Linked DNA regions of Mus musculus: regions 2, 3 and 4 are each linked to region 1. Evidence: chromatin contacts called from public Hi-C, HiChIP or PLAC-seq and promoter capture Hi-C data. All regions are on one chromosome and are shown on one strand. Each heading gives the region's core, a stretch centred on a gene start, on an enhancer-like site or on the middle of the called end of the contact. The rest is flanking DNA. Distances are from core to core; before and after follow the strand shown. Region 1 holds the start of Nup155 (nucleoporin 155). Region 2 holds the start of Prkaa1 (protein kinase, AMP-activated, alpha 1 catalytic subunit). Region 3 holds the start of Ttc33 (tetratricopeptide repeat domain 33). Region 4 holds the start of Ptger4 (prostaglandin E receptor 4 (subtype EP4)).

What was found. A called contact is a pair of places that touch in the nucleus more often than the background predicts. HiChIP or PLAC-seq counts read pairs in DNA pulled down with a chosen protein or histone mark. Capture Hi-C pulls out chosen DNA fragments and counts their contacts.
Region 2: an H3K27ac HiChIP or PLAC-seq map of embryonic stem cells shows a contact between it and region 1, with 11 times the contacts expected there. The contact joins the promoter of Prkaa1 here to the promoter of Nup155 in region 1. A contact is called at or near these places in 3 of 115 datasets of contacts at active chromatin or transcription factors (all in embryonic stem cells).
Region 3: a contact with region 1 is called in a promoter capture Hi-C map of adipose tissue, with 4 times the contacts expected there. The contact joins the promoter of Ttc33 here to the promoter of Nup155 in region 1. A contact is called at or near these places in 1 of 115 datasets of contacts at active chromatin or transcription factors (astrocytes) and 2 of 9 other capture datasets (adipose tissue and liver).
Region 4: a Hi-C map of CD8 T cells shows a contact between it and region 1, with 7 times the contacts expected there. The contact joins the promoter of Ptger4 here to the promoter of Nup155 in region 1. A contact is called at or near these places in 4 of 39 promoter capture datasets (hippocampal neurons, liver and pre-B cells), 1 of 484 Hi-C or Micro-C datasets (CD8 T cells) and 1 of 9 other capture datasets (adipose tissue).

The regions. Positions count from the first base shown.
Region 1 is chr15:8,107,588-8,111,015 of GRCm38.p6, forward strand. It overlaps Nup155 (nucleoporin 155), which reads left to right and starts at 1,726. Exons shown (of 35, transcript NM_133227.3): 1 at 1,726-2,015. The coding sequence starts at 1,859.
Region 2 is chr15:5,142,084-5,145,511 of GRCm38.p6, forward strand. It overlaps Prkaa1 (protein kinase, AMP-activated, alpha 1 catalytic subunit), which reads left to right and starts at 1,778. Exons shown (of 9, transcript NM_001013367.3): 1 at 1,778-1,912. The coding sequence starts at 1,786.
Region 3 is chr15:5,183,722-5,187,149 of GRCm38.p6, forward strand. It overlaps Ttc33 (tetratricopeptide repeat domain 33), which reads left to right and starts at 1,839. Exons shown (of 5, transcript NM_026213.3): 1 at 1,839-2,047.
Region 4 is chr15:5,242,670-5,246,097 of GRCm38.p6, forward strand. Ptger4 (prostaglandin E receptor 4 (subtype EP4)) reads right to left here and starts at 1,518. Exons shown (of 3, transcript NM_008965.2): 1 at 1,014-1,518; 2 at 1-526. The coding sequence starts at 1,029.

The DNA.
Region 1 (3,428 bases), core at 476-2,975:
GACAAAGACATGGTTGCAAGATGGGCATGACAAGGCGGTTATAACAAGGTAGGCATAGAACATTCTTGTTTCTTTGTTTGGGTTTTTCGAGACAGGGTTTCTCTGCATGACAGCTCTGACTGTCCTGGAACTTGCTTTGTAGACGGGGGCTGGCATTGAACTCACATTCGGCCTACGTCTGCCTGCTAAGTGCTGCGATTAAAAGCATGCACCATCAGCTCCTGGCCATGTAACCTTTTGAATCAAAGTAGGGTTGCAAGATGATTATAAACGACTTTTTGAAACAAAGACATGATTGCCATTCCTGGAACACTTGGTACAGAACCATTTGTAGTTAAGGCTGTGGGGAGCGGGGCATAGGCTAATCCCTGAGAAACAGAGGTTTGATTATAAACAGGCATGAACCTAGTTTGTTTTTTATTGTAAGCTGTCTTTTAAACGTAAGATGGAGGCAGGCTGATTCTTCGAAAGGTCTCAGTACATAGCCCAGTCTGGCTTCCAACTACAGGTGCCTGCCTCTATGCCTGGACCTTGAGAGGCATTTACTTTGTCTCTGTAAAAGTGTAGTAATTTGGTATTCCCAACAGCAGGCACGATTCCTGACACAGTACATACTCGGTTTCCTAGAATCAGACCATCTGTTGAATGCATCCATTATTTAATATCCTTGTGCTCTGAGATGAGAACAGATGGATCAGATGAGTGTTCTCCCAAGGCAACAAGGGAGAAAGGTATACAGCAAGAACAAACACTTTTTTCTTCTTTTTCTTGAGACAGACTCTCAAGTTTACTACAAACTTGCCACACAGCCGAGGATGAACTTATCCTCCTGCCTCCACTTCCTAAATCCGCTGGCAGGACCCATCACACAGTATCTCCCTTCCCGCCTCTGTTTGTTTTGAGTTAGGAACACATTCCGTAGCACGCTATCTGGAACTCACCAAATGACACAGTAATCCTTTTGCCGAAACCATAGGACGCGTATTAACAGGCATGAGACACCGTCCAACGCTGACCTCCAACCAAAAAATTTCGCAAAGCCACAAAGCCAATGACCCAGACACGCACATGGGAAAATTCAATAAATTCTTTCTTGGGGGCCGGGGGGGGGGGTGGTGGTTGAGACAGTGTTTCTCTGTGTAGCCCTGTCTGTCCTGGAACTCACTCTGTAGACCAGGCTGGCCTCGAACTCAGAAATCCGCCTGCCTCTGCCTCCCAAGTGCTGGGATTAAAGGCGTGCACCACCACCGCCCAGCAATCCAATGAATTCTTAATTCACCCCCATTATTTGAAACGCTGTGAGTTTCTGGCTCACAGGTAAACTTTCTGGAACTAGCGATCAATTTCTAACTACTGTTAGAAGTTATCAGGGAACCACGGTAATGGATGTGTGCCACTCTTCAGCCGTCGCCACATTCCAAACTGGGGGTGGGGCTCAAAGCAAAGAATCAGCACGCGCGATGTCACCACCGCACAGGCGACCGCAAGGGGACATCAACCCCACTCCAGCACCCGAAGTTCCTCTTCCCTCTCCCCCCCGCCCCGCCCCCAGTCCCCTCCCCTCTCCCGTATCCTCTTCCCTTCTCCTCCTCCCTTCCCTAGGCCATCTCCAAATTCAACTCTAGTCTCCTCCCTCACGCCTTCGCCAATGTCCGACACTCAACTGCTTCCTCTTCCCGTCCCAGAAGCGGCGTCTTCCAGTGCCGGGGAGGACGAACCGGAAGTGCGTCATGACCTGGCGCCCAGTTATTCGTTTTCCGCGCGCGTTCCGAGGAGCGGTTTTGGGCTCTCTTCGTTTTTCTCACGGTTCTCCACGGGTTTGGAGTGTTTCTATAAGGCGGTGGCCACGATTGCCGACATGCCATCGGTGCTGGGCTCTATGATGGTGGCCTCTACGTCGGCCGCCGCCTCCCTGCAGGAAGCTTTGGAAAACGCGGGGAGGCTTATCGATCGACAGTTGCAAGAAGACCGCATGTACCCGGACCTTTCTGAGCTGCTCATGGTGTCGGCCCCAAGTGAGTGATCGGTCCACTGGACGCTCTGTTTCCCCACCATAGGATTCTAGTCCGATTCCCCTGTCTTCTTCTCTGTACGTTGGTGCCCTCGTGAACATTCAGAGATTAGGGCTTGGTTTCTTGAAAACACGACAAACAGCAACCGACTTTTAGCTTTTATTGCTTATTTCTTCTTGTCTACACTTTATTTACTGTAGATACTCGAGGAGGTAAGAGCAAACTCATTAAGTCCAAATGAGAAGAATCCTCTGATCCAGATTCCATTTCTGTGCATTTTTTGCTTCGATAATGCTCGCTCAGAAAAGCAAGCGAGTTAATTTGGAAATCTGCCGCGTTCTCTCAGAGTCATGTCATACGTGTAGAGTTAGTATATTTGTGAGTGCCGGGACTAACTAGGAAAGAAATATAGGGGTCAGAAGGCTAACTGACAGGGAGAGCAGAACTAAGTTTATCTGCCAACAGAGGAGATAATTTGGAAGAATTTGCCTTAACTTTTAAAACTTGTTACCAGCTAAAGGTTTGTGGAGTTGCATTAGTTGCTACAAAATGTTTCTTGTGAAATGAAAGTTGGAGAAAAACAGAAATGTAACATGCAGGTGAGACTTGGTGAGAAAAAAAAATGGGTGGGAGTAACTTAAACAGAATAATCAATCAAAAGTAGCCCAAAGCACATGAGCAATGACTTGTAAAAATCTATTAAGAGATTTTTATTTTTTTAACCAGAAATACTGACAGCAGCCAGATAGTGGTTGTCCATTCCTTTAATCTCAGCATTTGGGAGGCTGAGGCAGGCGGATCTCTGTGGGTTCCAGGCTAGGCTGGTCTATAGAGGGTGCTCCACAGCTGCCAAAGCTACACAGAAAAACCTTTAATCCCAGCACTTGGGAGGCAGAGGGAGACGGATTTCTGAGTTCGAGGACAGCCAGGGCTATACAGAGAAACCCTGGGGGGGGGTGGGGTCGTTGAAAAACCCTGTCGTGGAAAACTGAAAAGAAAAATACCAGAAGCAAAGATAGTCTTTGTACTTGACAAGTATTAGCAAATGAGCTTGCCTTTTTTGGAGCAGGGTCCAAAATTTTATAAAAACTTGCTTGACCTATTAGCTGCTATTGTCTTCATATGTCCAACCCCCTCCCACCCCCGCTTTGCTTTCTGATCCTCTCAAATGTGTAATCTCTTTAATATACTTTCCTCCTCATACTAATCCCTTTCCCTTCTAGCATTTTCCCCCCTCTGCCTAACAGGCTCCTCCCAGACAAGTTTTCTCTGATAGCCCTGGCTGTCCTGGAACTCCGTCCGAGATCTGCCTTCCTCTGCCCCTGAAGTGCTGGGTTAAAGGCATGGACATGGAAGCCTGGTTCCATCCAGTTCTTAGTAAAAGACCCTAGTTCTAAGTCAGGCATGGTGCTACAT
Region 2 (3,428 bases), core at 528-3,027, 3.0 Mb before region 1:
AAATTCAGGTCTTCAGGCTTGACAGTGTGTGCCTGTAACTGTCGAGTCATTTATCCCACTTTAGTTCATGTTAGTTTTGAGAATCTCAGGTAGTTCAAATCAGCCTTAGTGTCCCTAGGTGGAGAGGATGGCCTTGAACATGTGATCTCCCTAGCGATAATCCCCAGAGTGCTGGGATGGCAGGCATGAGTCATCATTCTCACTTTTATAGGCTACTGAGGATCTAACCCAGCACGCCAGGCCAGCACTCAACCAAACGAGCTACAGCCTGAGACCACTGATTTCTTGTAGATTAAAAGAAACAGTAGAACCTTCCTGGGCAAATGTGAAGTAACTTAAAATGCCAGATCAAGGGGTGGGAGAATTGAAAGGGTTTCCCCCTCCTTGAGAGAATCCAGAGCTATTTCTGCCTTATAGTAATCCTTGTAAAATAGAGAGTTGATTAACGAAGATTGCTCCCAGTTATTGTTCTTGGCGGAGAAGCAGGTGTTTCTCAACCCGTGGGTCACGACCCACTACGGGATCAACCCCCTTAGATCATCAGGAAACAATGATATTTACATTGCGATTCATAAAAGTAGCAAAAAAAAAAAAAAGCTATGAAATAGCATTGAAAATACCTTTATGATGGGAGACGGGTCACCACAACATGGGGAACTGTATTAAGGGTCATAGCATTAAGAAGGTTGAGAACTATTGCTCAAACCTTAAAGCAGCTTTCTTCCCCCTGAATACTTTTTCTTGGAACAAAAGCGTTTGATGTTACATTGCTTTGATGTCATAAGCCAGAATATGGGAAAACTAGGAGTGTTGGTAATTTTCATCCCAAAGAAAAATGACATTTTTCGTCTCCAAAAAAAAAAAAAAAAAAAAAAAAAAAACCACAAAAACAAAACTCCATCCTTTTTCTCCATCGACATTGATAGAGATTCAAATTGCAAAATCGAAGGATGACATATATATTTTTACCTATTGTTAGAACTGAGTAACAGATTCACTTCAAAATCCTGTTACAAATAAACACACTTCTTTGGTGACTGGATATGGCTCCATTTATACAAACAACACACTTTTTCAAGTGGACTGAAAATGTACATTTTATTGAAAATGTAAAAATATTAGTTTCTAAACACGATAAGTTCGGGATAACACCTCTTTCTGGAATTCACATAGCTCACACACATTCCACAGGGGAAATTTGACGGTAGCAAATTTCCTAGGAAGTCTCTCCAGGATGTGCGGTGTCCCATAGTAATTTACTGGCTCAGAGTTTTTTTTTGTTTAAAGCAGTGGTAAGTATTAAAAGTGCAAGTGAAAACACCCTTGGCTTCCAGATGACACCGAGATGAGATGAAAATCAAGATTTCAAGTCAGTGGTAGGGCGGTGTCCCCTGTCTTGTTTCAAAGCACGCCGCGCTATCCCCGGGCAACGTGTAAGCAAGCATCGTCCTCCTGGGAATTACGGGGGTGGGGTGCTGTACCGCACCCACAGACCCTCGGGTGGCCGCGGTCGGCTCCGCGGCGGGGGAAGCCCTCCCGCGCGCAGAAGCGCGGGCGCGCGCAGAGGGATGCGGGGCGCCGAGGCGAGTACCGGCGCCGCTCCCGCCGCCTAGCCCGCCAGGGGGAGCGAGTGCGCTCGGCGGCCGGCTGCGGGGACTGCGGGGCCTGCGCGGGCGGTGGCCGGCGACTGCGCCCCACCGCGGCGCACCCGCGTCCCCACCCCCTCGGCGCCCGCCCGCCCCCGGCGCGGCCCTGCCCGCCCCCTCCGCCCCCTCCCGCGGCGCCATGCGCAGACTCAGTTCCTGGAGAAAGATGGCGACGGCCGAGAAGCAGAAGCACGACGGGCGGGTGAAGATCGGCCACTACATCCTGGGGGACACGCTTGGTGTCGGCACCTTCGGGAAAGTGAAGGGTGAGGACGCCCGGGCCAGCGCGGACCCGGCGAACGGCGAGCGACTGCGCCTTTCGCACTCCGCATCCTCCCCCGCGCCCGCCTTCCGGGTGTCTGGGCTCCGTATCCCCGGTCCGGGCGGCGCTGGGAGCGGAGCCCGAGGCTGCCGCGGGCTGCAGAGCTGTGGGGTCCGCCGCGGTGGGGTGGGGGCGGTCGCCATGGCGACGGCGCGGCGCCGGAGGGGCGGGGATGGCTCTGGGTGCAACTTTCCCAGGCGAGGGAGTTGGGCACTGAGCGCGCGGGGGCGCCCGGCGCGGACGAGGGGGTCTCTTGTGGTCTTCTGATCCCCTGTGTGCCCTTGGCGCAGAGCCAGCCCATCGCGCCCTGGCGGTCCTCGGAGTTGTCGCTGCCTCGCTTTTAGGAGGTTGTGGACTAAAGTGCTTCTTCGGTTTCCTGAATCGAAATGTGTTCTTCCAAAAGCAAGGTAGCTGTGGAGATACCTTTCAGAAATAGTAATGCCCTTGTTAGGACTATTGATCTCCGTCAGGACTTTTGATGCATATGCCTGTGAACTGGCGCGGTGTTTCCTATGCGTGGTTTACAGTTGGATGCAGATGCTGCTTTTAAGTGATTCCGTTTTCGGAAGTTTTGCGGTTTCCGAGAGCTATACCTGGTAGGTAGGGCATATGTTAACTCCAGATGGTATTTATTAGCTTATAGGTATAGTTTCCGTTTATTCTCACAGTATATTTATATTTTAGTAATTCAGTGCACATCATTTGGACTTTTTGTTCGTTTTGGTAGAATCCCCTGTTACCGCCTTAGCAAAAGCACAAGCATTCTGTCTTCAACTAACTACTCTAGCCCACCACCTGTGACAAGGAAAATTCTGATTACAACCTTTGTGAGGTGGACTTTTTTCCCCTTTAAAATATTTAAGCCTGCTATTAAGTATTTAGAGGAAGGAAGTTTGGAGCTGATAAGAAATAATTCATACATTGGTTTTGGAGAAATAATAGACTATGGCCTGCATATATAGTAAGCTCCTTAGTAGATATTTGATTGAAGTGAAAAAGTTTGTCAAATTACACAGCAAGCTAACTGAGCTCCGTTCTCCCAGGAGGGCAGAAAGAGCCCTTCCTTCTCTTGCCCTTTCCCAGTCCTAAACGGAAAGTTGCTGTGTTACCCTCAGGGGAGCAAATGCCTAAACCTACCTAGGAAAATCAGCAAGCCAGACAGTGTGAAGGAGGAGTAGGTGTGGTCTAGGGCCTAGCACTGATCATGGTTCAGCCAGTGTTCGTGAACACTCTCAGGGTTTTGCTTTGTCTCTTTTTATGCATGCATGCATTTATTTATTTCGAGAGAGTGTTACAATGCTGTCCAGGCTGGCTTTGAACTTGTTATTCTTCGTGCTTCAGCTTCCTAAGTAGTTGGCATTAACAGGCAGCTAGCTCTTCCAGTGTTTTGTTTACCTTTAGCTAGGCATCCTTGTTTGCCATTAGAGGTGGTAAGAAGTGCTAATTAAGGCTCTGATGGA
Region 3 (3,428 bases), core at 589-3,088, 2.9 Mb before region 1:
GATACTTGGCTTATTAAAGTGAGTCTGGAAATTGGGACTCTTGCTAGGTGACATAGCTAGGTCTCATCTCAGGAGAAACTTGTGTTCCAGAGTTTCACTGTAACGGCGTGACAGAGGACTCTATCACTACCATTAGAGTTTGCATCATTACCTCAAATCCACGTAGCTGCTCTATCACTGTGGCGTTTTAACAGCCAGCACCAATGTTTACTTTTGTGAAAAATGGCAATATGTACGAGTTCTGGGTACGGAAGGGCCTTTGACACTTGGTATCTGTGGGTGTCAGAAGAGGGCAGCAGTTCCCCTGTAACTGGAGTCACAGATGTTTTGAGTCTCTCTGTTGAGTGTTGGACCTGAACCCAGGTCCTCTACAAGAGCAGTAAGCCATCGCTGGGGCCAGCATCAGTGATTTTAATGCCAGCGTTGGGTAAGAGTGTCCCTTCAGGGACTATTTGACATTTTGGAGAGAAAGAAGTTAGTAGTCCTTTTGGTAATGTATGTGTGTGTGGGGGGGGTGGGGATGGGGATGGGGGTGGGAGGTGGGGAGGGGAGTATTACTAATGGTATCTCAGAATCCTACCATGTTTCTGTTTGGTTTCAGACCCAGGAACAAACAACTTAGGTGTATATTTTACATACCAAAGCAGACCTGGCCTCCTGGTTCTCCCAGCATCCCTCAGTCCCTAGTATAACTGGCCCCCAATCCTGAATTTTCAGCACAGGGCCTGGACTCCCTTCCCCCAGAGGATCTTTGCTATATAATCCATTTTGTTTTCTCCCTCCCCATCTCCCCTGCCCCCTTGTCTTAGCCTGAGGGCTCTCTTTCTCTTCCTCTTCTCTCCCTTTTCTGGCCTCCTTCCTTGGGGCCAGTGAACTCACCTGCCCGAGAGCAGCTTCTTAATAAACCTGCAGTTGTATATATTTTAATCTGGCTTGAATTGGCTCATTTTACCAGTGGAGAAATAACTTATCAGTTTACCTCAACAAATAACTAGCCAGTAAGACATGCGGTGGCGCGTTGAAAAAGCGTGGTCTCCATAAATCGATCTTGGCTTTGTGTAGCACAGCTATGTGGATAAACTTAAGGAGTTTTCAATTCCCTCAGTGTGCCCCATTGTTAACATCAGCCTGCTAATTTACTTGTAAGAAGTGACAGGTGCTACTTTCAGGCTCTGCTGTGGATTCTCACAGGAAGCTTGCAGTTCAGCCCAATCCTCCCTGATCGGCTCTTACTTAAGGTTTCTGTTGCTGGGATAAAACACCATGACCAAAGTCATCTCGGGGCGGAAAGGGGTTATATCAGCGTCTAGTTTCACATTATAGAAGGAAATCAAGGTAGAAACTCAAGCAGGGCAGTAATTGGTCCTTTTTAAGGCTTGTTCAGTTAGCTTCCCCTTGGGCCAGACCACCTGCCAAGGGTGTGGCACTGCCTGTAATGGGTTGGGTCCTCCCACATCAATCATTCATCAAGACAATGCCCGCATAGATTTCCCTACAGGCATTTTCTCAGTTAAGATTCCCTGTTTTATAGCTAAGTATATGTTTGTGTCAAGTTGACACAAACAAGCCAGCACCCTTTGCACTTATTTCAGCTCAGTCTCCGCCCCCCCCCCCCCCCCCCCCCTTCTGCATCTCACAGACCCTTCAGCGGCTAGGCCGGTCAGACTAGGCGGTAAGCCATTTATTTACCTGAGGACTGTGTGTATTGCAAAGCACAACCTCAAACACGGGAGTCCATTCCCGGCTGCAGTTAGAGGGCGCTTCGTCTGGTGTCTTTATTACAAATCCCATAGTCCCTAGGGCGCCGCAGTGACTTCTGGGATTAGTGGTCCTGCAGAAGGGCGCTGGCGGGTAAGAAAGTCTTCTTTTCTTCTGTCCGCCTTGCTGGACTTTAGAACGTCCCAGGATGATTTCATGCTTTTTTTTTAAAATAAAGAATCGGGAAGCACAGGCAGGCAAGGCAGATTAGAATCCCGGCAGAATAGTTTCCGTTTCCGGTGCCAAAGGGCACGTGGAATGTAAACACGGCACCACAGAGTGTTTTCAGGTAACTGGCTGCGGGTAGGCGGTAGACAGGGCTGAGGGTTGCTGCGTGCGGGAGGGAGGGCCGAGGGTGGCCCGGTGAGGTCCACAGAGCCCTGGGGCGTGCCTCCGACCTGGGCACGGGGCGCGGGGCGCGGTGGCAGGGTTCTGGGTGCCGGCCCGGCCGCCCGAGGAGCTGCTATGGCCGGAGCTCATTTTTATTGCAGCCGAGGCAGGGGCCAGTTTTGAATCCTGTGTTCTCCTCGGGTAGCATTTTAAGGGAATCCGTTTCTCTCGTTCTTCACCTGCGGATTCATCTCTCCTGTTCGGAGGGTGGTTGTTGTGATTCTCTACCTCCGGCCGGTGTTTTTCCATCTTGGGTGGCCGCATCCTCTCACGCAGTCAGTTCAGGAGGACGTTTTTAACTCTGTGGCAAGCACCCAGCTTATTTATGGCCCGGTAAAGGGTCAAGTCGAGCGGTTGCGGTGGAGAGCATCGTACATGTTTAGAATCTTAATGCCACTCATCGTTCTGTAGAGCACGTAGACTTTTAACTCCAGATGAGAGTTAGCACGAAACCTTTACAGTTGTGATTTACCCACTTGATCTGTTATCGGGTTGGAAAGAAGCTTGGTGCCTTATCCATCCAGGTACAGATCAAGCAAAGCTCCTTCTGTACGCGGTTTTTAGTGAGTACTAATTACAAGCACAGCCTAGAGGCACAAGAAGCTCATAGCGTAAGATGAAAACAGTTTAGTTGAGATGTAAGTGGCGTGTTATACAACTCCTCCTAATAGAGTCTATGACTCAGTAACCGTTATTGCTGTTCACAAAATCGTGCCATTATACCAATTGATGTTAGGACATTTTAATCACCGAGAAGGGGAGTCCCGAATCATTAATTGACTATTGTCTGTATTTTCTCCCCAGTAGCATTTCAGATCCCGGATCAGATCAGAGCATTACATTTTCCTTGGGGAAGATGTTCACACATGCCAGGAGTCTTCCCTCTTTTAAGCCTGGCCAGCTTCTATTCTCTAAAGCTCACTTTCATGCAGACACTAGTGTGCGTTTGTCTGACAGGTCATTGGATCACGCTTGATAGCACTTACCGGTATTGTAATTGAGTTCAGTCTCCTTGTCCACAGGCAGTTTGGGAGAAAATATAAACTTGGTATTATAAACTGGTAACACATTCCTGCTTTTTCACTTTAGTAGGCCCTTGATACCGCTTGCTGTTTCTTCATTATTAAGTCGTTTCTAATCTCCACAAGGACTTGTTAGATTTTTTTTTTCATCTTTCTCAGATGCATACATTTATTTATTTTTTTCCTTTATATTGAGTAGATGGCTATAACCTACTTTTCCTACTAATGTGAAATTTGGGAACATGAAATCCCTAGTTT
Region 4 (3,428 bases), core at 268-2,767, 2.9 Mb before region 1:
ATGTTGGGCAGCGCGCAGAACAGCACGTTAGATGCATAGATGGCGAAGAGTGTGAGGCCGGCCAGCCGCTTGTCCACGTAGTGGCTGTAGAAGTAGGCGTGGTTGATGGCCAGGTAGCGCTCGATGCTCATGGCACAGATGATGCTGAGACCCGACAGACCGAAGAAAAGTAGGATGAAGGTGCTATAGTCACACAGTGCCTGGTCTCCGGGCCACTGGCCCTTCATGTATGTGGCGATGGTCACCGGGCTTACCAACAAGGTGCCCAGAAGGTCAGTGACAGCCAGCCCACATACTAGAGTGTAAAAGGTCGTCTCTTTCTGCTCCTTGCGCGACTTGCACAATACTACGATGGCCACCAGGTTGCCCACCACCCCGAAGATGAACATCACTGCGGGAATGGTCACCGGGCTGTTCAGCCTCTCCGGAGTGGAGGAGAAGGACGCGTTGACTCCGGGGATGGACATGATGGTGGTGGTTAGTAACACACAGCGTTGGAGCTCACGGTTCGATCTAGGAATGGTACCTAGAGAGAAAGAGAAACGAGCCATTTACCACTTGCAAGGTGTTCGACCCATGGCCAAAATGCTGTGTCGCAGAGATAAGGAGAGCACCCAGATCCAACTTCCTCATCGGTAGCTACTCATTAACTGTGACTACTTAAATTCCCAAGGTCTGGATCCGTTCTGTCAAGAGCACCGCTCTGCTGACATTAATATATTTATTTCCCGCCTATCCCCACCCCCACCGCTCCATAATCAGCTCATTCCCTCGCCGAGATGAGCAAGACCCTTCTCAAGGGAAAAGTGACTCCCTAGTGATATTCCCCACAGAATGGATAAAATGCTCATCGAAAGAAGTTATGGACATTTTGGGACACTATGGGACATTCTGTTCTTTGGTTTCCCGGAAGAGCGCCTGAACACGCAAAGACCTCCATCCCGACTTACCTGTAGGGTGGGGTTAGGAGCCCGGTGTGCCCAAGGCTCAGGCCTCAGATGTTCAGGACCTACCTCCAACCTCAGCCATCAGTCTCTTCCCACGCAGTGCGGAACTTGTCAAGCTTTTGCTGTCTCGGAACCGGGGCTCGGTGGCTGCCAACTTTCCGGAACTGAGGTCAGAGTATCTTGCTTTCAAAAAAGCTTGGAAAGCCAGAGAGGCTAGCGGGATGGGTCGGTGAAGACCAGTCTGGGGTTTCTTGTTTGATTTACTAACGCCTCCTCCTTTCAAAGGCGAGTCTCAGCTTTGCAGGGCCCGCGCAGGTCTAGTGCGGGAGGTCAGCGTCCAGGTGTGTCGCCGCCACGCGTGCAGGTGGAACAGAGCGTAGGTCCGGGCTCCCTCCTCCCCAGCAGCGGGCTGAACGGACAGCTACCGGAGAAGGCGGCTGCCGCTGAGGCCGCTCCTTGGGCTCTGGGGGCGGCACGGGGTCCACTGGGCCTGGGGCTCTGACCTGAGGCCGTTCATCTTCCTCTCCCGCTGCCGGGTTTCGAGCTTCGCTCTCGGCGTCTCCAGCCTCTGAACAAACTTTTCTCCTCCCGCAAGTTTCCCCGGAGGGGGCGGAGACAGTCATAGCGCGGCCCGGGCTTCCATTGGCTGATCTGGAAAGGGGGCGGGGCGAGACCTCCTCTAGCACCGCCTAGGAGCCCGGTGATGGAGGGCGGGGCGGAGAGCTGCGGAGGTCTGGAGGGACCTGCGGGGGTGCCACCCGGCTGCGGGTGCAGCTTCAGTGCCTTCCCTCCCTCGAAGGTACCGAAACCCCCCAGATCGAGTCCCCAGGAAACGCCAGCTCGAGCTTCGCCACTCCCAAGCTGGGCATTTAGCGGGAATGATGCTGGGACCTGTGTCTGGTCTACATTGCTCTGCGGGTTAGAGTGGTTAAATTCTCGCATCTTCCACCCACAGATCAAACATGTGGGTCTTGAGATGTCGGGACAATTGCTTTAGGGCTCTACCCGGGAGCCACAGAGCGGAGAGGAAAAGTGGGTGTGTGGTTGTCCGTGGGTGTGTACGCCCGAGAGCTCCGGGTGGGACTTGGCAGAGGCACGGTGAGTAGGTACCAGGCTTGGGCGGGGAGGCGACTAAGAATCCATCCTCTCACCATAAAAGGAGTTACTTGGCAGTGCCCTAGCTGCGCTCAATAGGGCACCAAAGCGGAGGCGGGGAGGAAGGCGAGCAACACGGAACTGCAACTTCTCACTTAGATGGCAGAGTTTAGGGCTTTCTTTGGAGACCTGTGGCCCACAGGCACACCTGAGATTTAGTTGAGGGGGACTGTTTAACTGTAGAGAGAGAGCATTCTTCCTCAGGAAGGCTGAAACAAGTGCTTTCCTGTTCAGTTTCTGCTAGCCATCTTCACCTGCGGGATGAGAGGGGTTTGAAATTCAAGCAAATTAACGAATTTCCAGGCGTTGCCTCTTTGTTAACTCGGAAAAGGTCTATTTGCCTTTCCCTATTCTTTGGTTTATAGTTTGTTCGGCTTCTTCTTTGATGAGGAACAATCATTTCTTAATTATCAACTATTCTCCTAAAAAACAGAATTTAAGATCGGAAAACACCAGGGGGCAATTAAAACCCTGTCACCAGATCCTTTAAAAACTACACAATGAGACTGTAGTATGGTTTTCTGAACAATTCAACTTCTTACAAAAACCTCACTCCATGCTTAGCATCTAACCGGGTAACTAGGTGGCTTGAATCTTGTGTGAAACAAGTAGGTATGCCTCTACTGTTATTTATGGGGGCTGGAGAGATGGCTCGGCAGTTAAGAGCACTGACTGCTCTTCCAGAGGTCCTGAGTTCAATTCTCAGCAACCACATGGTGGCTCACAACCATCTGTAATAAGATCTGATGCCCTCTTCTGGTGTGTCTGAAGATAGCTACAGTGTACTCACATAAATAAATCTTTTTTTTTTTTAAATCTGCCAAGAATTTATGATTCTTCAGCAAGCCTCAGAAACAAACGAGTAGTGAGAGAACCAAGATTTTACGATTTCAACTAACTTCAGCCTAGAGAAGTACTCAGAATTGTGTTTACTTGTATAAGGGAACATGTGGGTATCAAAATACATTTCGTGTGCAAGCCTTTTCATCAGGAACATCAGAAGGGAAAGCATTCTTAGCTGATAAAAAAAAAAGTCAGTGGTGATGTTCAGTTTTTGAGTCTGCTGTCACCATTGATGTCGTTTTGGTGTCTGCATGTCCTTTGGAGAGTAATCTCTAGAATGGTGTCAGCACAGAACACAAATCAACACCAGAAAAATAAGGACGGAAACTACCTTGCACCCCCATTCCTCACCGGCCACACTGTATGATTGGTACTCATGTTAGCTGGTTGTCAGAAAAACATGAGACGACATTCCTCATAGCCTGCTAACAAACTCCTTCCCAGTTTCTTTCCTCTTTAAGTTCCTGAAATGCAAAAAATTAA